Linked DNA regions of Oryctolagus cuniculus: regions 1 and 3 are each linked to region 2. A link is a contact called in public Hi-C and Micro-C data. All regions are on one chromosome and are shown on one strand. Each heading gives the region's core, a stretch centred on a gene start, on an enhancer-like site or on the middle of the called end of the contact. The rest is flanking DNA. Distances are from core to core; before and after follow the strand shown. Region 1 overlaps WASF2 (WASP family member 2). Region 2 holds the start of WASF2 (WASP family member 2). Region 3 has its middle 12 kb from the start of GPR3.

Region 1 (4,839 bases), core at 1,588-4,087, 83 kb after region 2:
TGTCAAAAAAAATAAATAAATAAAAATAAATTTAAAAAAAGTTTCCTCTAAGCTTAAAAGGATGTGTGTATTCACAATCTTAAAAATCATCTATAGAGCCAGCGGGTATTGCCGCCGCCTACAGTGCCACCATCCCATATGGGTGCTGGTTTGAGTCCCAACTGCTCCACTTCTGATCCAGCTCTCTGCTATGGCCTGAGAAAGCAGTGGATGATAGCCCAAGTGCTTGGGTCCCTGCACCCATGTGGGAGACTGAGAAACAGCTCCTGGCTCCTGGCTTCATGTTGGCCCAGCTCCAGCTGTTGGGGCCATTTGGGAAGCAAATTAGTGGATGGGAGACCCCCCACCTCTGCCTTTCTGTAACTTTGTCTTTCAAATAAATCTTTAAAAAATAATCTCTCTCTGCCTCTCCCTCTCTCTATAACTCAAATAAATAAAAATTTAAAAAATAATAATAATACATGAAAATCATCTATAACATGGTGAAATATAGTTGTCTGCGTTTTACAGGTAAGGAAACTAAGTCTGAGAGATTGTGACTTGCTGAGTACACAGGACTAAATAGAAAGCTGAAACTTAACCCAGATTTTCTGCCGCGATGTCTGCTGCTCTTTCCATGTCTTGTAGTGTCCTTTGAGTCTGCCTGACGTGAGGTGACAGTGGGGTAGCCTTCACAACACCTCATTCCCTCTTCCCTCTTCAACAGGAGAGCTCATTGTTACCCCAGTTTAGGGTGCTTTGTAAGATTTTATCTGGAAAACGGCTGTGCTACCCCAAGCCACAACTCCTACTGTCATTGCCCTCTTGGCTGAGGAGCAGAAAACCCTGGTACTCTCTTGGTGACCGAGGGGTAAATTGGTGCAGGCTTTCTTTTCCTTCAGAACAGATGGATATTTTTGAACCTGGTTTATTTTCCACGAATAATGTTGCACCTTTCTCTGCTTTAGCCTTCCAAACACAATTTTCCATTGCCAGGATGAGCATGATGCAGTGTGGTTTTATAGGATCTTAGCCATATTATGGACCGGGATCAGACAGGTCCTCCAACCTGCAGAGTAGAGATGAGGCTCCAGTGTGAGACCTTCGAGCAGAGCAGGGAGCTTCCGTATTGTTCAGATAACAGAACCATTCAGTATGTGGGACTTGCTCCTTCCTGATTAGAAGCCCTTATTGACTTTCATTTACCAGCAAATCAAACTATGCAGCTGATTGGTCTTCTTTCTCTCCATGTTATACTAGAAGGTGAGCTTCAGCCACACTACAGGTTCTGTTTCGACTTCTCAGACGAATTCTTCCCCTTGAGATGAGGACTTAGGCCTAAATGTAGCTTAGAAGCTAAAAATCAGAGCCTGCTTATGTGGGTCCCAGAAAAGTTATCTTTTGGTTGGGCCAGGTTGCTTATGCCTGCCTTCACCTTGCAAATCAAAGCTCAGATGGTGTCTTTATTCCTATGCAGCGCTTTTCATTCCTAGGAAGAATATGCCTTGTGGCTTGGAATGACAATATGGAGGTAGTGTCAAATTGCTGTTATGTTTCTTTGGCTGCAAATTCTCCTTGCATTCCAGGGTTGAAAGCACAGAACTCTTTTCTTTTTGTAAAAAACAAGACATTGTGGAAAGAGACCGCTGGTATGTTGTTTTTCAGGGAGGGCTTGAAATTTTCAGCTTTTCACTTATTCCCTAAGATGTAGATTTGAAGGGTTGCAACCCAGAACAAAGACTTTGAAAGTTGTAGGTTATAAAAGATAAAGTAACCTTTCACCCCTTCAGAGAAGTTACACATCTCTGCTTGTGGATTGTTGATAAATTCAAGGGCCCTGGAAGATACCATGACTCATCACGCTTGTTCATTGCATTTTTGTGGCTCCATTGAGGAGGATATTTCTTATCATATTAATTGTAGGCACCCAGAAGGTCCTCTTAACTCCCAGTCTGTTTTCCAGAACCATTTTACCAGGTGATTTTATAGAAAAGCAAGGGGCTAGGGCTGTAAGCAAATATGTCTGCTCTTCCAACATCAATTTTTTGCATTACACCTTTCAGTTTTATTCAGCCTGTTTCAAGTTTCATGACTGTCCAGTTATCCAGGAAGGCTGTGCTCTCTACAGACTGCCGAAGCTAAGGAGAAAGTATCTTTATCTCTCAGAGCAAGCAGATTCTTCGAGTGTGGCACTTCCCTTCGGGGGGGTGCGGGACAGTGTATGGGGATGGGTCGTGCCGGCCTTGGTAGCCAGTTTCCTGACCATTTTTGTCACTTCTGTGCACTGGTGACTTGGTTTCTTTGCTTTTTGCAGGTAAATATGCAGAGGACATTTTTGGAGAGCTCTTTACTCAGGCAAAAACCTTTGCCTCTCGGGTAAGCTCCCTTGCTGAGAGGGTTGACCGACTACAAGTTAAAGTCACTCAGCTGGATCCCAAGGAAGAAGAAGGTAAGGAAGCTGAGCTCAGCATTTGCAGGCTCTGCTGAGCAGTTTCTTCGAATTTTTCCCCCTAATTTATAAAAAAGCAAGGGGAAAAAAATCACAGAAACCTATGGAGTTCTGCTCTGAAATGACAAGCCTGGGTGGCGTAAAGAAACCTTTTAAGTTCTGCCTCACCCCCACACACTCTCTTTCTCCCAATCCCCCAGTTCCCCAGCGCTCAAATTTCCCTTCTCTCAATTGTATTTTGCTACCATAAAAGTACTTGGAAGATTCCTTCCTCCTAGGAGAGGCCTGGTCTATCTGGCCACATAGTAAACCTTTGTGTTGCCTCATTTTGTTCAGTCGTGAAATGGCTGGGCTGCTGACAGCCTTGTGGGGCTTCCCCAGAGGGGAAGGAAAAAAAAAAAAACCTGGCTGCAGACAGCCGCAGCCAAGAAATGCAGCAGCTGAGGCCTCTCCGACTGGGGTGACTCAGTGTTTGCTCAGACAGCCTGTCGTCCATTTTCTAACGCCTTCCCTCTCCTCTCAGTGTCGCTGCAAGGAATCAACACCCGAAAGGCCTTCCGAAGCTCCACCATTCAGGACCAGAAGCTCTTTGACAGAAACTCTCTCCCAGTGCCTGTCTTGGAAACATATAATACCTGTGATACTCCTCCCCCTCTCAACAATCTTACCCCATACAGGTAACGGCTGGCTGGCTCCTTCCTTTTTCCAGCCTGAACCACAAACAGCACTAGGCTCTTTTATCTGAAGATGTTGTTTACATCAGAAGAGTCTATCAAAAAGCTTACTCCCCATCCCAGAGTGGCTTGTGGCAACAGAAGCTACAGTTTACCCTGTGAACAGTTGTCATTTATTATTGTTTGGTTTCTGAAATTCATAGTGAATATAATATATATTGAAAGTTTGCTGTAACATTGCATCCTGCAGAGTTTAATTTGGTATAAACCAGGTCCATCTTGGATTCCATCCAAGGAATTTAGTTATTATAGAACCAAAAAGGACTTTTGTTATAAAGGCGGTCCTACAACGTGGATCCCAGGGGCAGCATGCTAGCAAGGCTCCCACTGACTTGGAAACCACTAGGTTACCAGATGTTTGGGCGTGTTAGTGGGGCCTGCCGCATGCGCTGGCTGCTCTGGCCCAGAGAGGTCCTTCCAAAGCTTAAGGAGCAATTGGCTTTCTTCCAGAGGAGTTTCGTTCACTGTGTTTTGAACATCCTTTTGACATTTCCTTCTGAAAAGGCCTGCCTTGCTGTGACTGGTCTTGAAAAAGAAGGTTGCCTTATAGATGACTTAAAGCCCCTCCCCTCTGGTGGTTTGGTAGTGTTGTCATTCTGCAAAAAAAAAAAAAACACACACACAAACACACACACACACACACAAACACTGGAGAGGGTCAGAAGGTGAATGTTTATTTTGCTTGCATTCATAAATATCTTTGGAACAGGTAAGAAGTAATTACAGGTAACAGATAGCTGGAGGCAGATGTCTGCTATCAGGCATGGCTACACCGAAGAGCAGAAATGTGTGTGGTGTATCCCTGTGAAATTCAGGGATGCCAGCCTGATTTAGGGGGCCTGGAAGCTTCTCACATATATGGCAACTCCCCATTTTGTTTGCCCTTAGCTTTCCAAGGGACCAGCTAGCAGAGCAGGACAGTTTGGACTCTGCAGCCTCCATCATTTATTTAGTCCAGCTGACTCAGGGACACGGTTTTGAGACAGGATGGGATCACACAGCTGATGTGTTGCATAGGATGGAATAAACAAATGACATGAAGAGAATTTTGTCAGTTAATGGCATTTTCCTTTGTAACATACAATAGCAGAATTAGCGTCTCTTCTTAGGTATCTGGAGTTGGCTTAACAGAAGCAAGAAAGCAGTGGTGTATCTCCTTCAGAACAAGAGTTACTGTAAAGTCTTACAGTTTAAAAAAAAGATTTATTTATTTATTTGAAGATCAGCGTTACACAGAGAGAGAGAGAGAGGAAAGGCAGAGAGAGAGAGAGAGAGGTCTTCCATCCACTGGTTTACTCCCCAGTTGGCCGCAATGGCTGGAGCTGCACTGATCTGAAGCCAGGTGTCAGGAGCTTCTTCCAGGTCTCCCATGTGGGTGCAGGGGCCCAAAGACTTGGGCCATCTTCTACTGCTTTCCCAGGCCATAGCAGAGAGCCGGATTGGAAGTGGAACAGCTGGGACCGAACCAGAGCCCATATGGGATGCTGGCACTGCAGGCAGCAGATTTACCTGCTACACCACACCACCAGCCCCAGAATAATATTAAAATAAGTGTTCCCCCCGAAGGCCATGCTTTCTGGACAGTGGGATTCCAACCAGGGTCGTTGGGTTTGGCCACTAGTTTATAATGACTCACAGTGCACTCTGTATTACTTTTGTAGCTACTAAAGATAGTGA
Region 2 (4,544 bases), core at 148-2,647:
GTGCCGTCATCCCATATAGATGCTGGTTCGAGACCCGGCTGCTTCACTTCTGATCCAGCTCTCTGCTATGGCCTGGGAAGGCAGTGGAAGATGGCCCAAGTCCTTGGGCCCCTGCACCCACATGGAAAATCTGGATCGGCCCAGCTCTGGCCGTTGCGGCCATTTGGAGTGTGAACCAGCGGATGGAAGACCTCTCTCTGCCTCTGCCTTTGCCTCTCTGTAACTCTGTCTTTCAAATAAAAAGTTACAGAGAGGGAGAGACAGATCTTCCATCCCCTGGTTCTCTCCCCAGACGGTTGCAACAGCCAGGAATGAGCCAGGCCGAAGCCAGAAGCCAGAAGCCAGAAGCTTCTTCTAGGCCTCCCACGTGGGTGCAGGGGCCCAAGCGCTTGGACCAACTCCTGCTGCTTTCCCAGGCACGTTAGCCGGGAGCTGGATCAAAGTGAAGCAGCCAGGATTGGAACTAGCGGCCACACTGGATGAAGGTGTTGCAGGCAGCAGCTTAACCCGCCAGGCCACAGCGTCGGCCCCAAGTGTTTTTCATAATACATATCTCCCACTCCCTTTTTGAAGACCCTTCCTACAGGTTTGAACTCCATGGCTGGGTGAATCATTCAATACCCAGGAGACAATACCGTTTTCTCTTCTGCAAGATGAGGACATGTGCCTTACAGGGTTGCTGTAGAGAACTAAGGGAGATCTTTGGGCTCACATTATCCAGCCGCAGCCTTTTGGGGATCGACAAGACGTCCACAGGCTCACTCATGCGTGAATTCTCAACAACCAGCCCAGGATGTGAGGCAGACACAAGGCGCCTATTTTACAGAAGGACAAACTGAGACTCAGATGGGTTGCGAGAGTCTGAGCTGCTCGTTGCACTGGGTTCCAGCTCCTCTGACCTAGGCCTTTGACAACCAGCTCCCAGCCCCGGCTGGGCCCTCGCCCCGGGTGGGGTACTTCAGCGCGCGGACTGGAACCTGTGACTCACTCTCCCCACCCTACTTACTTCCCGCCCGGTTCAAGACTAAAGGGACAAAACTATCTGCAACTTGAGGGGTGATCCCATGAAGTTCACGGGCTTGGTCCCTTCCTTCCACCAACTATACAGCTTCTTTGAACCCTAATGAGACGAATTCGTCTTTTAACACACTTCAGACTTTCTTGGGTGGGATTTTTCTACTCCGAATTTAGGAGCTGATTTGCCTTAGTCTCCACCCCCACTTCACTTGGTCTGCGCCCCGCTGTTTACTCTGATTGCGGAAGTCGCTCGGGTGGAGCTCCCGGGACAGTACCCTTGGGTACGTCTTTTGCGTAGTTATTTAACTGGCATTCCACTCAGGCCAATGGAATGCCTGGAAGTGCCCGGTGGGTGGGGCAGGGAACCAATCAGGACGGTTGGCGGGGTGTGTCTGCGTCCCGGGGCGGGGAATCGCGTAATGGCGGACTCGGGCCGGGCGAGCGCGGCTGGGGGCGTAGCGCGTTGAGGGGGGTCCGGCTGTGTGGCAGCCCGCGAGGCGGTCCGCGGGGCCACACCCCGTGCGGAGACGGGGCGGCCGGCCGGCCCTTCTTGTCGCTGAGGGCGACCGCGCGAGGCCAGGTGAGCAACAAGTCCCCCTTGGGCGGGCCCCGCGGTGAGGCGCGGGCCCCCGCCGGGCCGCCCCTCTCGCGCCGCGCCGGGTCCCGGGGGAGAGGGTGCCGCGCCTCCTGCTGCGGCGGAGGCCGGGCGAGCGGTCAGCGCGGGGTGGCGTCTTAGTCCATCCCAGCTCAGGGGGTGACCCGGAGTCCCCTCGGAGACTTGGAGGGACCCCCAAGTGTGAGAGGCCGCGCAAGTGCCCCGACGTGACTCGGCTCTGCCTCCAACTCTCTGTCGGTGTGATCTTGAGCAAGTCACTTCCTTCTCTGGGCCTCGGTTTCCCCGTTTGTAAAATGAGAGTTTTGTCAGCGGACGCACGAGAGTTGGGTGGCAGCTCTTGGCCGAGGGCTTGGGCAAGTTCTTCCCCAGGCCCAGCCTCAGTTTCCTTGTCCGGCGCGCTGGGCTGCCAGGTGGAGGACCGGACAGGGACCGAGTGTGTGTGGTTGACAGCATGGAGGCGAGGCGGCCGGAGGGACAGTTTTGTAGGGCTGTCCAAACAATCAGGGAAGAGAAGGGCATCTTTGGGGCCTTTTGGGGGCTGGGATTGGAATGGAGCCCCCGAAGGCAGCAGAGTTTAGAGGAGGGACATTTATGGCTTCCTGCTACGTGCCAGCCTCTGGTCCTTGTTTTTTGCAGCTACCTTTGAGAAGTTAACACATAGGAAACTGAGTTTCAGAGGAGTGAAGTTTCTTCTCCAGGGTCACCCAGTAAAGAGCAGAACTTGCCAGCAGCGTTAAGGGCGAGGACTAAGTCGCTGCTCACTTAAAAGGCGGCAGTAGGGAAGTCTGCTTTGTCACAGATGGGGGAGGGGGCTGGCCCAGACACGCGCGGGGTCGTGGTGTCTGCACACGTCCAGGTCGAAAGGACCGTTTCTGAGCTGAAAAAGTCACTCTGGAGCCAGGACGCCAGGGAGCTCCGTGGCATCCCGGGGCCGTGGCCTCCAGAGGAAAGTTCACCACGCGTTGGTGAAGAGGCTTGACCTGTGACTCAGGGTGCTGCCGGCCCAGTGGCTTTTTCCTCCTCCCGAGGAAGGCTGGGTTTTCCTGCGATGAGAGGAATTTCCCATTTCTTAGTTCACATTTCTTTGGATTCCTTGGGGTGAAATGTTCAGTAGCCTGCTTCTGATTAAACTTCACGTTCTTTTCTTCGTGTTCCTGTTACCTGAGTTCTAGATGAGTGAAGATTGTAGATTTGGGGTAGGAGGTCATTGGTTACTATAAATTGCAGCCTTTAATTTTTCCAAACCTCAGAGCTTTTGGTTCATCACAATGGTGGGACTGGCTGTGGGTATTGTTCTCATGTGTCAATGGTGGAGAAGAAAATTGGAAGAGGAAGTTGCTGAGAAAGAGGGCGTCTCTTAGCAGTGGAGCCAATATGTATTTCTTTGTTTGAAATTCTAAAACCAGAAAAGCAACAACTAGAGGAGGAAGGAAGGAAAGAACTGTGAAACTCTTCTTCCTGTTCAGATATCTGTAAGAGCTGTCCCCGTCTCTATCTGTGTCCAAGGCTCTACTTTCACAGAAAAGCCAGTTGTAACTCGCTAGACATTCGGAAATTGGCTTCTAGAATGAAATAACTTTAAATCCTAAACCCCTCAGATGAATTTTTGCAAGATTAGAACATTTTCATTGAGCAGCGTATTTATCAATGGGTAATTCTTTTTCTCAACACGATTAGTAGGCCAATCTTTGGCTGTCCTTTAGCTGTGATTTACATCAGTGGATTTCAACACAAGAGGAATTGATTTAGATAATACAGGATGCAAATGTCACCATCACTTGAAAAACATATAATGAGGTTTTCAGTTTTTGACATTTGTTAAAATTTTTTTAGTACTTTATTTTCCAGGAGTGTGTGTGTGTGTGTGTGTGTGTGTGTATGTGTGTGAGTGAGTGTGAGAGAGAGAGAATTGCTGAGACTTTGAATTTGTTGTATATGAAGATCTACCATCGTTTTCAGTAGAAGCTATATTTTCTTTATATGAAGGCTTAGTCTTAATTAGTCTATCTTGCCCCCTCCCCCAAATTAGTTTTTGGGACCAGATGTGCCCCTGAGATTAGATATTTTTGGAGCTTAGAAGGGAAATATACTACATATAGTATGGATTTTATAACACCAGAGAGAGGTCTGGGCAGCACATTACTGTTTGTAGTAAATTGCTGAATGTTCACAGTAACTGGGCTAAATAAATATTATAAGTAACTTCATGTCATGTTTTGCCACCAAATGAATAATGAAAGTTTGTCACAGTCTTTTGGATTTTTTAATTAAAATTAAGGGATCGTGGACCTCTGTAGGTAAAACTTTTTTTTTTTAATTATTTATTTGAAAGGCAGAGACAGAGAGGTCTTCCATCCACTGGTTCACTCTCCAGATTGCTGCAACAGCCAGAGCTGGGCCGATCCAAAGCCAGGAGCTAGGAGCTTCTGGGTTTCCCACGTGGGCACAGGCGCTCAAGGACTTGGGCCATCTTCTACTGCTTTTCCAGGCCATAGCAGAGAGCTGGATTGGAAGTGAAGCAGCTGGGACTGGAACTGGCGCCCATATGGGATGCTGGCATTGTAGGCGGCGGCTTTACCTCCCACACCATAGCGTCAGCCTTTTCTATAGGTAAAGCTTAAATGATGATAAGAACAATTACAAGGAAAAATAGTATTTATTTATTTTTTAAAAGATTTATTTTTTTTTTTTTGACAGGCAGAGTTAGACAGTGAGAGACAGACAGAGAGAAAGGTCTTCCTTCCATTGGTTCACCCCTCAAATGGCCGCTACGGCCGGTGCTGCGCCGATCTGAAACCAGGAGCCAGGTGCCTCCTCCTGGTCTCCCATGCGGGTGCAGGCCCCAAGCACTTGGGCCATCCTCCACTGCCTTCCCGGGCCACAGCAGAGAGCTGGACTGGAAGAGGAACAA
Region 3 (4,465 bases), core at 154-2,653, 99 kb after region 2:
TCTAGAATGATGTACATGTAGGAGAGTAAGCCGTAATGCTCCCAAAGTGCCTTGTTTTCTCTGATATAAATATATTTATAAGGACATATTCCAGTGGGTTCCTGGGTGTGTTTGCCACGGTGAGATTTTAGGGAGTGAGTGAGTATGGAGTGGGATACAGTTTGCCAGCAGGCCCCTCCTCCTGAGCACAGACAGGAGTGATCTGCGTAGTAGGGCAAAGCTAGACCCTGACGCAACCCTTGCCTCTTCTGCCTGGTTTGTAGACCCTTAGAAGGACGGCCAGTTTTTTGGTCTCATTCGCTTCCTGCCAGGCTCACGTGTGTACCACATTTGTGCCCTGGTGACCTGCAGGTTCCGTGTAACCATTTTATGTATACACATGAGTCCTGAAATGCCAATGTTTAAAATCATCTGATAAAGTCTTTGTAGCCACTCAGTCACCCCTGGTGTGTGTGAGTTGTTTTCATGGGCTAAGAGATTAGGAGGAGCAACTGGAAGGGGGGTGGTGGGAGGGGGCTGTGTCAAGAGGGCTTCCTGGGTGGGTGGGCACAAGAGGTAGGAGGCCAGGATAAAGACCCCGCACTGGAGGCGGAGCGGGCTGGAAACCATTTTGGTCTGGGAGGAGACCAAGGCTGGGGAACCTGTCAGCCCAGGCCCCCCACCCGAGGAAGAGGGGTTGCAGGGCTGGGGAGGCAGGCCGCTGGCAACTCCTGCGCCGTGAAAGGAGCGCTGGCTGAATGCTGATGCTGCCTCCCAACATCTGGCCGGCATCTTGTCTGCCTCTCAGACCCAGGCAACTTACCTTAAATAGAGCGATTTACAATGGAATCCGATAAAAGGTTTAGGCTGCTGCACGCCCCTCTCCTGCCTGAGGAAGGCGAGGGGGCTGGGTTTAGATTCTGACCCAAAAAAATGACCTACCCAGGAAGCAACGGTTGTTCCCAGCACAGCTGCTGCGGGTAACTGTCCCTGGGGGTAATTTATGAGCAGACACCCAGTTCCGGGCCCCGCAGAGGCAGTGGGGTGGCCCCCGGGAGGGGCGGGAGCAGGGTTGGTGACTCCGCGGGTCACGCCTGCTGTTGAGAGAGAGTCACCCACTGGCGTCCCAGGAGAGGGGGCCGAAGTTCTGAATTGTCAGCAAGTGCTGCGCCAGCCGCTCTGAGCTCATCGCGGGAGCCGGGGGTGCCGGGGAGGGGGGCGCGAGCCGCTCGCCCTGCAGCCCCTCCGCTCCACCCTCCTGCTCGGGCCTGTGTTTAGTCAGCACTTGGCTGCCCGAGGCCGGTGACTGACAAGCAGCCAGACGCCCGCCCTGGCAGAAGACAAAATGGTGGTGTCGGGAGCCGCCCTTGCTGGGGAGTCGGAGGGAAGGAATGTGGTTCTGGGAAGCCAGAGAGGCCTGAGCTTGAGTTCTGGCTCCGCCATCCGGGAGCTGTGGCCCTGTGCAGGGCCCTTCACCTCTTTGGGCTGATCCTGAGGAGATGAGCACTTAGTGAGCGCCCGCTGAAGACCGCACGTGCCTTACTTCCGTCCTGAGAGGCAAGGGTTCCCCGTCTTAGGCCTGAGGAAAGCAGGCTCGCACAGGGGAGGTGAGGTGCCCGGTGCCCGAGAGCGTGCAGCTGGCCGGCGCGGAGCCGTGGGTCGGACCCGGGTCTCCAGCCGGGGCTTGCGCGCTGTCCCCCTGGGCGGGTTTAACAGCTCGGTGGATCTGCCTCCAGAATCGTGCCCTTCTGTGTTGGAGGGGGCGTGTGAAAGGTTTCAGTTCTCGTGACCCCCACCACGGGTGCCCGGCTCTGCAGGTGCAGTAACAGGTGACGCTTCTTTCCGTTCACTTTGAAATCAGCGAGCTCCACGGAGAGCAGCCTAGACTTCAGGGCGGCAAGCACCCTGCACCCTCAGCTACCTGAGAGCAAAATGGGTCCCCTAGGCACGGGCTGGGCCTCGGTGCACCCCACACGCGTGTCTGCGGAGAAGACGCACCTATCAGTGGGAGCACAGAGCACCCAGGCCGAGGGACACAAGCACACGTGGTGCATGGCCCCTGCCCCTGTGCGGATCGGGACCGAAGGCAGCCTGCAGTCAAAGGAACACACGCAATCCTCAGAGCCACCCTCCCTGCTCGCTGCCTCTGCCTGTTCCTCACTGCCCCCTCCTGGCCGTCTGGTGGCCAGGGCAACCTGGTAGCCTTTTCTGGAAGTTCTGCTCTGGGGTGTTGTCCCCTAGCTCCCTCCTAGATTGGGAGGGGAGCAACAGGTTCAGGTGCTCCCCCTGGACAGCCCTCAGCAACCAGGGATGTGGGTGTCTAGAGGGTGTTCTTGAAGCTTGAGGACAAAAATAAGCCTGTGACAGCCAAAGGAGCTGGTCATGGTAGGATCGTCAGTCCCTGATGACAGCAGGGCCACTAGTAGTGGGGACGGGGGTCCTTCCCGGACCCCTCCCACTGCAGCCAGCAGCCAGCTCGCGCCTGCGCCCGCGCATGCCCACTCCACAGGCACACGTGGTAGACTCAGAGTAGACTTCCGGCTGAGAAGTCAGGGCAAGTCTTCAGCTCCCGCGTCACTGATGCCTCTCTGGGCCTCAGCTTCCTCAGGCCACTCCAACAAGGAGCTGACCATGGTGACGGCGTCTGCCATCTTGGGAACTGGGGCCCCTCCCAGGTACGCGTGCCTGAGTGAGGCAGATCTGTTCAACACAACCCCATTGGCTCCTCGGGGCCGCCTTGGAGGGATTACCGACTCAGTACCTTTTATTTCCATTTTACAGTGAGGAAATACACAGAGAGGTGCAGTAATTTGCCTAAGTCACACAGTAAGCTGACAGCAAACGTGAAAATAGAAACCCCTATTCTTCCAGTGCTTCAGGCTGCCCCAAAGAGAGTGGAGCACCCCAAGGGCCTGGGCCCAGAGCCTCTGGGGCTGGAAGTGCAGTGGCTCAAGCCAGAGGCTCTGCCCTTCTGTCTGGGAGCCCTGACAAGGTCCCTATAGCTGCCGGAAGGCTCGCAGGGGGTCCCAGAGGAGATCCCAGGCTTAGGTGTGCGGCGCGGGGGCTGGGGAAAGGCAACCTCGGCCTGGTGGAGCCCGCCTCTTGCCATCCCCAAGGCAGGGGCCGGCGGAAGGAGGTCTTCCCTAGCCTGTGGCCACTCGGTGTGCATGTACACGCATAGGAGTGGTGTGTGCACGGCACTGACGCCACTGTATGCAGGTGTGTGCATGCCTACCAGCATGAACAGGGGAGCCCTCACAGGCATTTTTGTGACATGGACTGGTATGCATGCCCGTGACGGCACTAGTGTGGCTGCTGGGGGTGTGTGCTCCTGGGTGTATGCACACGGCGTCTGCCTGTCAAGTGGGTTGTGCTCACACGCACACTCGCTCTGTTCTGAGTGTACTTTGCAGGTGCAAATATTCACCCCCATTGGTGTCCCGGTGGTGTGGAATGTGTGTACACGCAGTGCCGGTGGGTGTGTGTGTGCAGGGATGGCTTCCTGAGACTATACACATAGGCGTCATAGAGGAGCCCTCCCAAGAGTGCAGGACGTCACTGTTCCCTGGCCTTGGGATAGGGGCTGCCCCACCCAGCTCCAGCCATCACTGAGCTCGCCCCCCACACGCACACTATTCCCCAGACCCACCCTGCCTGGCCAATTTGCAGCCTCTTGCTCCCAGCTCCAGAGCAGGCCTGCAGCAAAGTCAAGGGGCTGGAGGCCAATTAGCGAGGGGGTTAATCAGGGATCTGGGGACCCCTGGGGCTTGGGAAGCTGAAGGCAGGCACCAGGGTGAGCAGGAGGTGCCTGTCATGAGACTGGGGGAGGGGAGTGCCTCTACCCTCCCCCCCACCATGGAGCTAGAAGCCAAGGTGGGCAGGCGGATGCGAGAGCGCTGAGCTGCTGAGCAGCAGGGAGCATGTGTGAGTGTGTCCTTTGTGTGTGCAAGGGCGTGCACAAGCAGCCTCGTCCTTGAATGCGAGCCTGTGTGCACCCGTCTGGATCCCACCTGTATCCACAGTACAGCTTTGTGCGTGTGTGTGGCTGCGTGTGCAATGGTGTACCGAGGGGTCTGGATACGCGAGCATGTGGGCATGCAAAGCTAAGTCTGCACAGACACGTGTGTGCAAGAGCATGCATATACATTCAGGTGTGTGCTCCGGCACGCAGACGGGTGCGTGCTGTGCCTATGTGCAGGTACGCCTGGGTGTGCACACATGTTGGGACGTGTGTGCCTGGAGGTGTGTTCTGTGGACAGCCAGGGACCAGGGCCCTGCCTGCGTGCCTGTGTGTGCCCATGGGTGAGTGCCCGCGTGTGCACAGGCCTCAGGGCAGAGGGAGCTGGGGGACGCAGGGCTGGCAGCCCCTGGCTCCAGGGGGGAACCTGACAGACGAGCCTCGCCGCAGCCCCCGGCCCTGGGAGCCTGCTCTCAGCCTGCGGAAGCTGTGAGCCCGTGAACTCATCTTATATTAATAGCTGCTGTC

Evidence for each region. Hi-C and Micro-C count contacts between places; a contact is called where the count stands out from the background.
Region 1: a contact with region 2 is called in a Hi-C map of psoas muscle, with 5 times the contacts expected there. The contact joins the enhancer-like site here to the promoter of WASF2 in region 2. A contact is called at or near these places in 2 of 6 Hi-C or Micro-C datasets (psoas muscle and skin fibroblasts).
Region 3: a Micro-C map of ear pinna shows a contact between it and region 2, with 4 times the contacts expected there. The contact joins the enhancer-like site here to the promoter of WASF2 in region 2. A contact is called at or near these places in 2 of 6 Hi-C or Micro-C datasets (ear pinna and skin fibroblasts).

What each region holds. Positions count from the first base shown.
Region 1 is chr7:144,152,989-144,157,827 of mOryCun1.1, forward strand. It overlaps WASF2 (WASP family member 2), which reads left to right. Exons shown (of 9, transcript XM_002716090.5): 3 at 2,294-2,428; 4 at 2,952-3,105. Among named protein-coding and RNA genes, the nearest start is that of GPR3, 30 kb to the right of the region's middle. Within about 2 kb of position 2,838, at least 5 of the 8 cell types and tissues checked have an H3K27ac peak or open chromatin away from gene starts, as enhancers often do.
Region 2 is chr7:144,071,593-144,076,136 of mOryCun1.1, forward strand. It overlaps WASF2 (WASP family member 2), which reads left to right and starts at 1,398. Exons shown (of 9, transcript XM_002716090.5): 1 at 1,398-1,597.
Region 3 is chr7:144,170,573-144,175,037 of mOryCun1.1, forward strand. No RefSeq gene overlaps it. Among named protein-coding and RNA genes, the nearest start is that of GPR3, 12 kb to the right of the region's middle. Within about 2 kb of position 1,404, at least 2 of the 8 cell types and tissues checked have an H3K27ac peak or open chromatin away from gene starts, as enhancers often do. A contact at or near this core is called in ear pinna, where this site is marked.